2 separate regions of the Mus musculus genome follow, and region 1 is linked to region 2. The links are chromatin contacts, called in public HiChIP or PLAC-seq maps. All regions are on one chromosome and are shown on one strand. Each heading gives the region's core, a stretch centred on a gene start, on an enhancer-like site or on the middle of the called end of the contact. The rest is flanking DNA. Distances are from core to core; before and after follow the strand shown. Region 1 holds the start of Psma6 (proteasome subunit alpha 6). Region 2 holds the start of Aldoart2 (aldolase 1 A, retrogene 2).

What was found. HiChIP or PLAC-seq counts read pairs in DNA pulled down with a chosen protein or histone mark.
Region 1: an H3K27ac HiChIP or PLAC-seq map of embryonic stem cells shows a contact between it and region 2, with 5 read pairs. The contact joins the promoter of Psma6 here to the promoter of Aldoart2 in region 2. A contact is called at or near these places in 4 of 39 promoter capture datasets (cranial neural crest, embryonic stem cells, hippocampal neurons and 1 more), 1 of 484 Hi-C or Micro-C datasets (embryonic stem cells), 2 of 115 datasets of contacts at active chromatin or transcription factors (both in embryonic stem cells) and 3 of 9 other capture datasets (adipose tissue, embryonic stem cells and pancreatic islet).

Annotation. Positions count from the first base shown.
Region 1 is chr12:55,397,265-55,400,685 of GRCm38.p6, reverse strand. Psma6 (proteasome subunit alpha 6) reads right to left here and starts at 1,861. Exons shown (of 7, transcript NM_011968.3): 1 at 1,695-1,861. The coding sequence starts at 1,770.
Region 2 is chr12:55,563,151-55,566,558 of GRCm38.p6, reverse strand. It overlaps Aldoart2 (aldolase 1 A, retrogene 2), which reads right to left and starts at 1,354. Exons shown (of 1, transcript NM_001277340.1): 1 at 1-1,354. The coding sequence starts at 1,267. The coding sequence ends at 173.

The DNA of each region.
Region 1 (3,421 bases), core at 612-3,111, 170 kb after region 2:
TTAGTCTAATGCACAGCAATTACAATATTGTGAATATACTTCACTAGCAAACTAAGAAGGATGGACCCAAAGAAAGGGATTCTGTATCTACAGAGGGACTAATTGAATAGATTATTTTTTAAGTCAAAGTTTCAAACAGGCATCCTGTTATACCAAGTACTCAATATATAATAGCACACAATAAGCAATATATGTACTGCTTAATTTAAATCTTCAAAACACAATAGAAGGAATTATTAGCCCAATTTTGCAAACAGAAATTGAGCAAAGATTCTATGGTGGCAGGCCAGCTAGTATGGAGCACAGCAGGCACAGCAGGCATGGTAGTCCAGGTGTGCCTGCAAGGCCTGACCTCTGCACACTCTCCTCCTTGCTCACACTGCTCTTTCAGTTTTTTTCTCAGCAACGCCTACCTCATGCCCTGAGTAAAAGAGGGAAAGCAACAACTCAAACAATAATCTAAGCATATAGGTGAGTAGAACTCCATTTATAGGCCAACTCTAGGATTTCCAACCAAGATAGTATGACTCTCCTTGTCAAGACACTGAGATAAAAAACTTCAAAATAAAATTATCATGGACCAGATGTATGTCTCGCCCTTCTGACACTAAGTTTTCTATGGCAAGAGCTTAAAAGTCTGTCCTATAATCCTAGACCAAACCCTGCCGCGACTTCAACTTACCAAAATGTATTGTTACATGGAGTAACTGATGCTAAGTTCAGGTTTCCGTCCATTAAAGCTGTTCCTTTAGTAAAGACTAACACACCGTGCCTCAACTAGACTGAGAACCAGTTTTTAAACTATAGAAGCATTCTTACAGGTGGGGGTTAAAATCGGGGTGCCAACTTCAAGAGGAGTTCATTGCTGTTCTTTTATTTCTCAGTTGTGAACTTTGCATATACTGAACTCTTCTCTTTTTATTCGTTTGGTTTCCTGTCACTTCCTTTAAGCAGTCAGCTTCAGTAGGGACGAGTGACATTGATCTCTTTTCTAGAACCAGCAGTGTCTGGTAGGGCTTTACACACTTGTATAGAGTTGACCACAAAGCAAGTCATCTATCTATACTGCAGAGGAGGGTTGAGGGTGTGTGGTGTGTGTGCATTTAAGTTGGATGGTTAAAGAACCAACCACTCTCAGCGAAGGGAAGACTCAGGCTCCAGGTAGACTGATGCTAAACAGTGCTTCTCAACATGTGGGTCGCGACCCCCAGTACCAAAACCTTCTCACAAGGTCGCCTAAGACCATCTGAAAAAACATTACCGTTCATTGAAGTAAAAAAACAAAAAAACAAAAAAAACATAGTTTTGAAGTAGCAACGAAAACAAATTTATGGCTGAGGGTCATCACAACGCGAGGAACTGGATTTAAGGGGCGCAGCATTAGGAAGATTGAGAATCGCTGAGCTACGGGGGACTCCGAAAGGCAGAAGGCGGGCATCACAGTGCAAAGCCCTACTGCTTTGTGTCTGGCCAGTAAGGCGCTCCTGAAGAGCACTACGCTTCGGTTTCAGCCTCCAAGCCCGCTTGCAGACCGGGCTGGGAAGACGAGAGCGGGCCCGACCTCGATCCTGCTGCTTTCCTGGCTCAGGCCCTTCTCCGAGCCCCCGAACCATCCTCGGGCCGCGTCCGCTCGCTCCAGGCCGAAGCATGACAGAGCAATTCGGAGGTCCCGCAGGAGGCCCTGAGTCACTCACCTACTTGGTAGAGTCGGCCCTCGGGAGAGAAGATAGTAATGTGACGGTCAAAACCGGCGCTGGAACCCCGGGACATGGCGTTCCTGCTATTTTAAACACAGTCTGCACCCCGTAGCACACACACCAGGGACCCAAGCCCCCTCCCGGAAGTTATGGCTACTGCTTCCGGAGCACCGGCGGAGCTGCTTCCGCTCTGGTGAGGGACTGGCGGTGTTTCCGGTGGGGACGGGACGTCCCAAAGCACTGCCCCTGAGTAGGCGGGCCCTCGCGCGCCCGGCCTGCGGTCCGCGGGCTTCCGGGTGGTGGCTCTGGGTCGCAGCCGGCCGTTAGTGCGTTCTGGAGATCAGAGTGGCCAAAAGAGGAAGTTTTCAAGGTGCCTGCAGTTGTCCTTTGCCTACTTGTGACCTCTGGAGACAGTATGGTCACCGCGTTCGCAGTCAGTTTGGGCGCCTGTACTTGCTCTCCTGTCTTCCCGGAGTCTGGCTTTGTTCTTCCTAACCTTCATTTTACCAGCCACTTCTCTTCCTACGTTTTGGGGGAGAAAGGAATGCAACAGCCACCCTTAAATGTAGGGCCTGAAAGAGGGTTAGTGGAAGAAGCCACTGGAAATAACAAAAGTTTTCTTCTAGTCTGGCAAGACTTTCCTTTGGACAGCGGCCCAGAGATGGGAACTTGAGAGGTTGAGCAGTCTTAGTTGATGATGAGCAAGATCGTTGCTGGTGGCTGGATACCGGAGAGTAATTCCAAGGCGGCGAAGCAACTCCTGGAAAACTGGTGGTTTTTCAAACTGTAAAATTCTGCACATTGTGCACCCTAGGGCACAGCCCCTATTTAGTGAATATAAAAATCGAAGCATATTATTAAGCTATTCCCCCCTCCCTAAATAAAAGTTTTGTTTACAGCAATATTTATAACAATTTACTGATGTAATACTGAAATATTCAGATCTGTGGCGTTCTCTCTAAAAGCACCCATTTTAAAGCAAAACATTTGAAGAGATTCTTCATAAGGAAGTTTTAATTTCTCGAGCTAATTTTTTTCTTCCTTTAGAAAAAAATATAAGCCAGGTGTGGTGGGACACATCTTTTATCCCAGCACTTGGAAGGCAGAGACATCTCTGGGTTCAAGGCTAGCCAGATCTACAGAATGAGTTTCAGGACACAGTAAGGCTACACAGGAAAAAGAAGGCTGTCTGGGGGTGGGGGTAGGGTGTACAACATCCAAGATTGAAACACGGGTTAAGAAAATAGCCCATGTAAGCAGCCGCTCTGGAACACCCGGTACTTTCCAGCTTCAATTCCCAAGTGTGCTGATAAGAGCTGCTGTCCCTTGGTTCTAGCTCAGGTCCTTACATCAGGATTAACTCCTGACCTTTGCGTACTTTTCTCAGTCTTCCCAGCCAAGTGTACTATAACACCTACAGTTTGCCTGAACAGTCACGGAGAAGTTCTCTGTAAGACTGCTAGGGGAAGCCCTCTGTTAGTACCTTAGAATCCAGATGTCTCATATCTAGGGCTGCACTGCACTGTCCATTGAAGCTGAATTTTCCCTAGTTGCCTCCATCAGAATAAACAGACATTTCATTACCCAAAATAGGCAAAACCAGGATTCCTCATCTCTTTCCTTCCAGTTCCTGCTCTTTGTATTTAGAGCCCACACCTTGTAGCAGTCAAATCTTCAGCATTTCCTCTCTCTGCTCCTGATGTCTTAGTTGGCTCCTTATATAA
Region 2 (3,408 bases), core at 105-2,604:
CAGCGGGATGGAAGGGATGACAGTCAGCATTCACAGACAATACCACACACCAAAGTCGTGAGGGGTGGCAAGAGGGGTTGATGGGAGAGAGCCTGAAGGCTACCTCTTCTCAAGAGCAAGTGGGTAGGCAGGGACCTGGGGTGCTGCAGGGGCAGCCTTAGGCCACCTCTGCTCAGTAGGCGTGGTTAGAGATGAAGAGGGATTCACTGGCGGCTGCCCCTGACTCATTGCTTGGGGTGTACTTTCCTTGACAAGCAAGGCTGTTGGCCTGGGCTCGCTTGATGTACTCCTCTTGGGCATCCTTCGTGTTCTCCTTCTTCCCACCCCAGGCCTTTAGGGCAGAAGCCTGCAGGGCTCGGCCATAGGAGAAAGTCAAGGCCCACGGCTTCAGCAGGGGACACTTGTTGATAGCATTGAGGTTGATGGATGCCTCTTCTTCACTCTGTCCTCCAGACAGGAAAGTGACTCCAGGGACAGCAGGGGGCACTGTGCGACGAAGTGCTGTGACAGTTGCCATGGCAATCTCTTCACTGGAAAATACCTGAGTGCAAGCATGGCCTGCGGTGACCATGTTGGGCTTCAGTAAGGTTCCTTCCAGGTAGACATGGTGGTCGCTCAGAGCCTTGTAGACAGCGGCCAGTACCTTCTCAGTTACATACTGACAGTGCTTCAAGTCATGGTCGCCATCAGGGAGGATTTCTGGCTCCACAATGGGTACAATGCCATTCTGCTGGCAGATGCTGGCGTAATGAGCCAGAACATTGGCATTTTCCATAATGGCGAGGGCTGAGGGGGTGTGTTTCCCAATCTTCAGCACACAGCGCCATTTGGCAAAATCGGCCCCATCCTGCTTGTACTGAGCACAGCGTCCAGACAGATCATCCAGCCCTTGGGTGGTGGTCTCGCCGTTAGTTCCTGCCAGGGGCACCACGCCCTTGTCCACCTTAATGCCCACAACACCACCCTTGGACTTGATAATCTGGGGGAAGGGACGTCCATCATCTGCCTTCTGGTACAGTGTCTCATGGAAGAGGATCACACCCCCAATGCAGGGATTCACACGGTCGTCGGCAGTCAGCAGCAGCTGACGGTAGAAGCGTCTGTTCTCCTCGGTGTTCTCGGTGCCAATGGACTGCAGCCGCTTGGCAATGCTTCCAGTGGACTCATCTGCAGCCAGGATGCCCTTGCCCGGAGCCACAATTCGGCGAGCGATGTCAGACAGCTCCTTCTTCTGCTCCGGGGTCAGTGCTGGGTAGGGGTAAGACATGGTGCCGGTGGTAGTAGTAGCGCCGTCCTGGCACAGGAGGTGGTGGATTGGCTGAGTGCTGCGGCAGGCGGGCAGCAAGAGAACTGTGGAGCGAATGCTGCTAGGGTTACTAGAACCTGTTTCTGTGGCGTGTTCCGAGAGAACGCAACCTACTCAGAGGACGGGGTTGGGGGTGGGTGGGTAGATGTGGCTCTGGAACTCCCTTTGTAGATCAGGCTAGCCTCACAAGACCCACCTGCCTCTGACTCTCAAGTACTGAATTAAAGGTGCGCACCGCCATGCCCAGCTCAGAAGTTAATATTCATAACTGAATGATCATCTGAAATTAAGAGAATGACACAAAAATTACTTTTTTGTATTTTGTTTTACACGGATCTACACATTAGTTTTACTAATTGAAGCTAAAAATCATGGTCTGGAGAGAGTTCAGCAGTTGCGAGACTTACTACTCTTACAGAGAACCCGGGTTGGATTCCCAGAACCCACACGGGGTGGCTCACAAGTTTCTGTAACTCCAGCTCTGGGACATACAGTGCCCCCTTCTGGCCGCCTTGGACACTGCACACATGGTATGCATACATAGAAATAGTCATACTCATAAAAATAAGCCTCTTTTTTAAGCTAAAAATCCTTTCTAATCATATAACTTTATGAAATAATGTTTTCATAATTAAATATACTTTCGCTGTAAAGATATTATAGATATTTAAGAAAATAACCTTGTATCCCTTCTTTTTTAAAGCTTTTATTACAGTGTGTGTGTAAATTGAAAGACAACTTGCAAGAGTTCTTTTTCCATCAAGTGGGTACCAAACTAAACTCAGGATTATCAGGCTTGAAGGCAAGAGCTGGGGTAATCACAACTTCATTGGACGTTCTTTTTTTTTTAAGATTTATTTATTTATTTCCTGTATGTGAGCACACTGTCGCTGTTTTCAGACTCACCAGAAGAGGGCATCAGATCTCATTACAGATGGTTGTGAGCCACCATGTGGTTGCTGGGAATTGAACTCAGGATCTATGGAAGAGCAGTCAGTGCTCTTAACCGCTGAGCCATCTCTCTAGTCAAAGGAGATTTTCAAAGTGACTCCCTGTTGCCCACTAGTTTATCCTAGGTGGGGAAAGTTATGACAAAAACATGGCACCCTCCAGAGGCCAATTCATCAGCCACCAAGCTCTGTGGAGAGACTGTGCCTGCAAGCTTTAAATCTGCAGACGCACAATGAAGTTTGCTAGCCAATTTTTAGGGCACAGAATTTCTACCAAGAGAAATTCTTGTTGCTTGCTAGTCTTCTTGTTGGTCTTGCTACCAAAATGACGCTTTAAAAATAACCAAGGTTACCATGTGCTTAGTCATTCAGGAAGAATCCACTGAACATCTGCTATGGGCATATAAGGACATGTAAGTCCTCTCTCTCTGGAGAGTCCCTATACCCACAAGACAAAGCACACATACTCCATTCATAAATGCCACTTAAAGTCCCAGGACAGCACAGAAGTGCGGCTGCCTCTTCCCAGTCCCCTCAAGCTTCACAGGGCAGTGAACAGTCTGAACAGATGAACTTGGAAGACGAGCAGTCGTCCCCATAGGGGAAGGGAGGCACAGGTGCGTCTCAGACACCAAGGATGGGCGGCTTCACTCCCCATCACCGGTGTCTTCCTGCCGCAGGAGGGTGGCATCTGAGTAATGGTCTTGAGTCTTACAATCTCTTCAATCTTCTACTGCTCCCCTGATAGGGGAGTGGCTTGTGTGGATGGTTAAGTCAGAGATCCAGAACAATGGTCAGCTCAGTTCTACCCTTCCTTCCCGACCTCTTTCTTCTGATTGCCTGGCCTGCTCTTGGCATATCCCTGAAACTGGTTTTCTCTGAGAGAAGCCACTAGTCTTCCAGAGACAAGCTATAACTGTGTAATCCCGAGTCCAGAGTGGAGCGGCCTCTCAATTCCACATCTGTATCGACCCCTCTAACCCAGCCACCTGTAACAAAGGTAACTCCCACACTGCCTGAGTTCAGCAAACAGGAACTCAGAGAGGATGCAGAAGCCACTTACGGCCCCTGATGTGCAGAAAGAAAGACGCTCAAGAAATGTGTGAGTAGGGCTGGTGAGATGGCTCAGTGGGTAAGAGCACCCGACTGCTC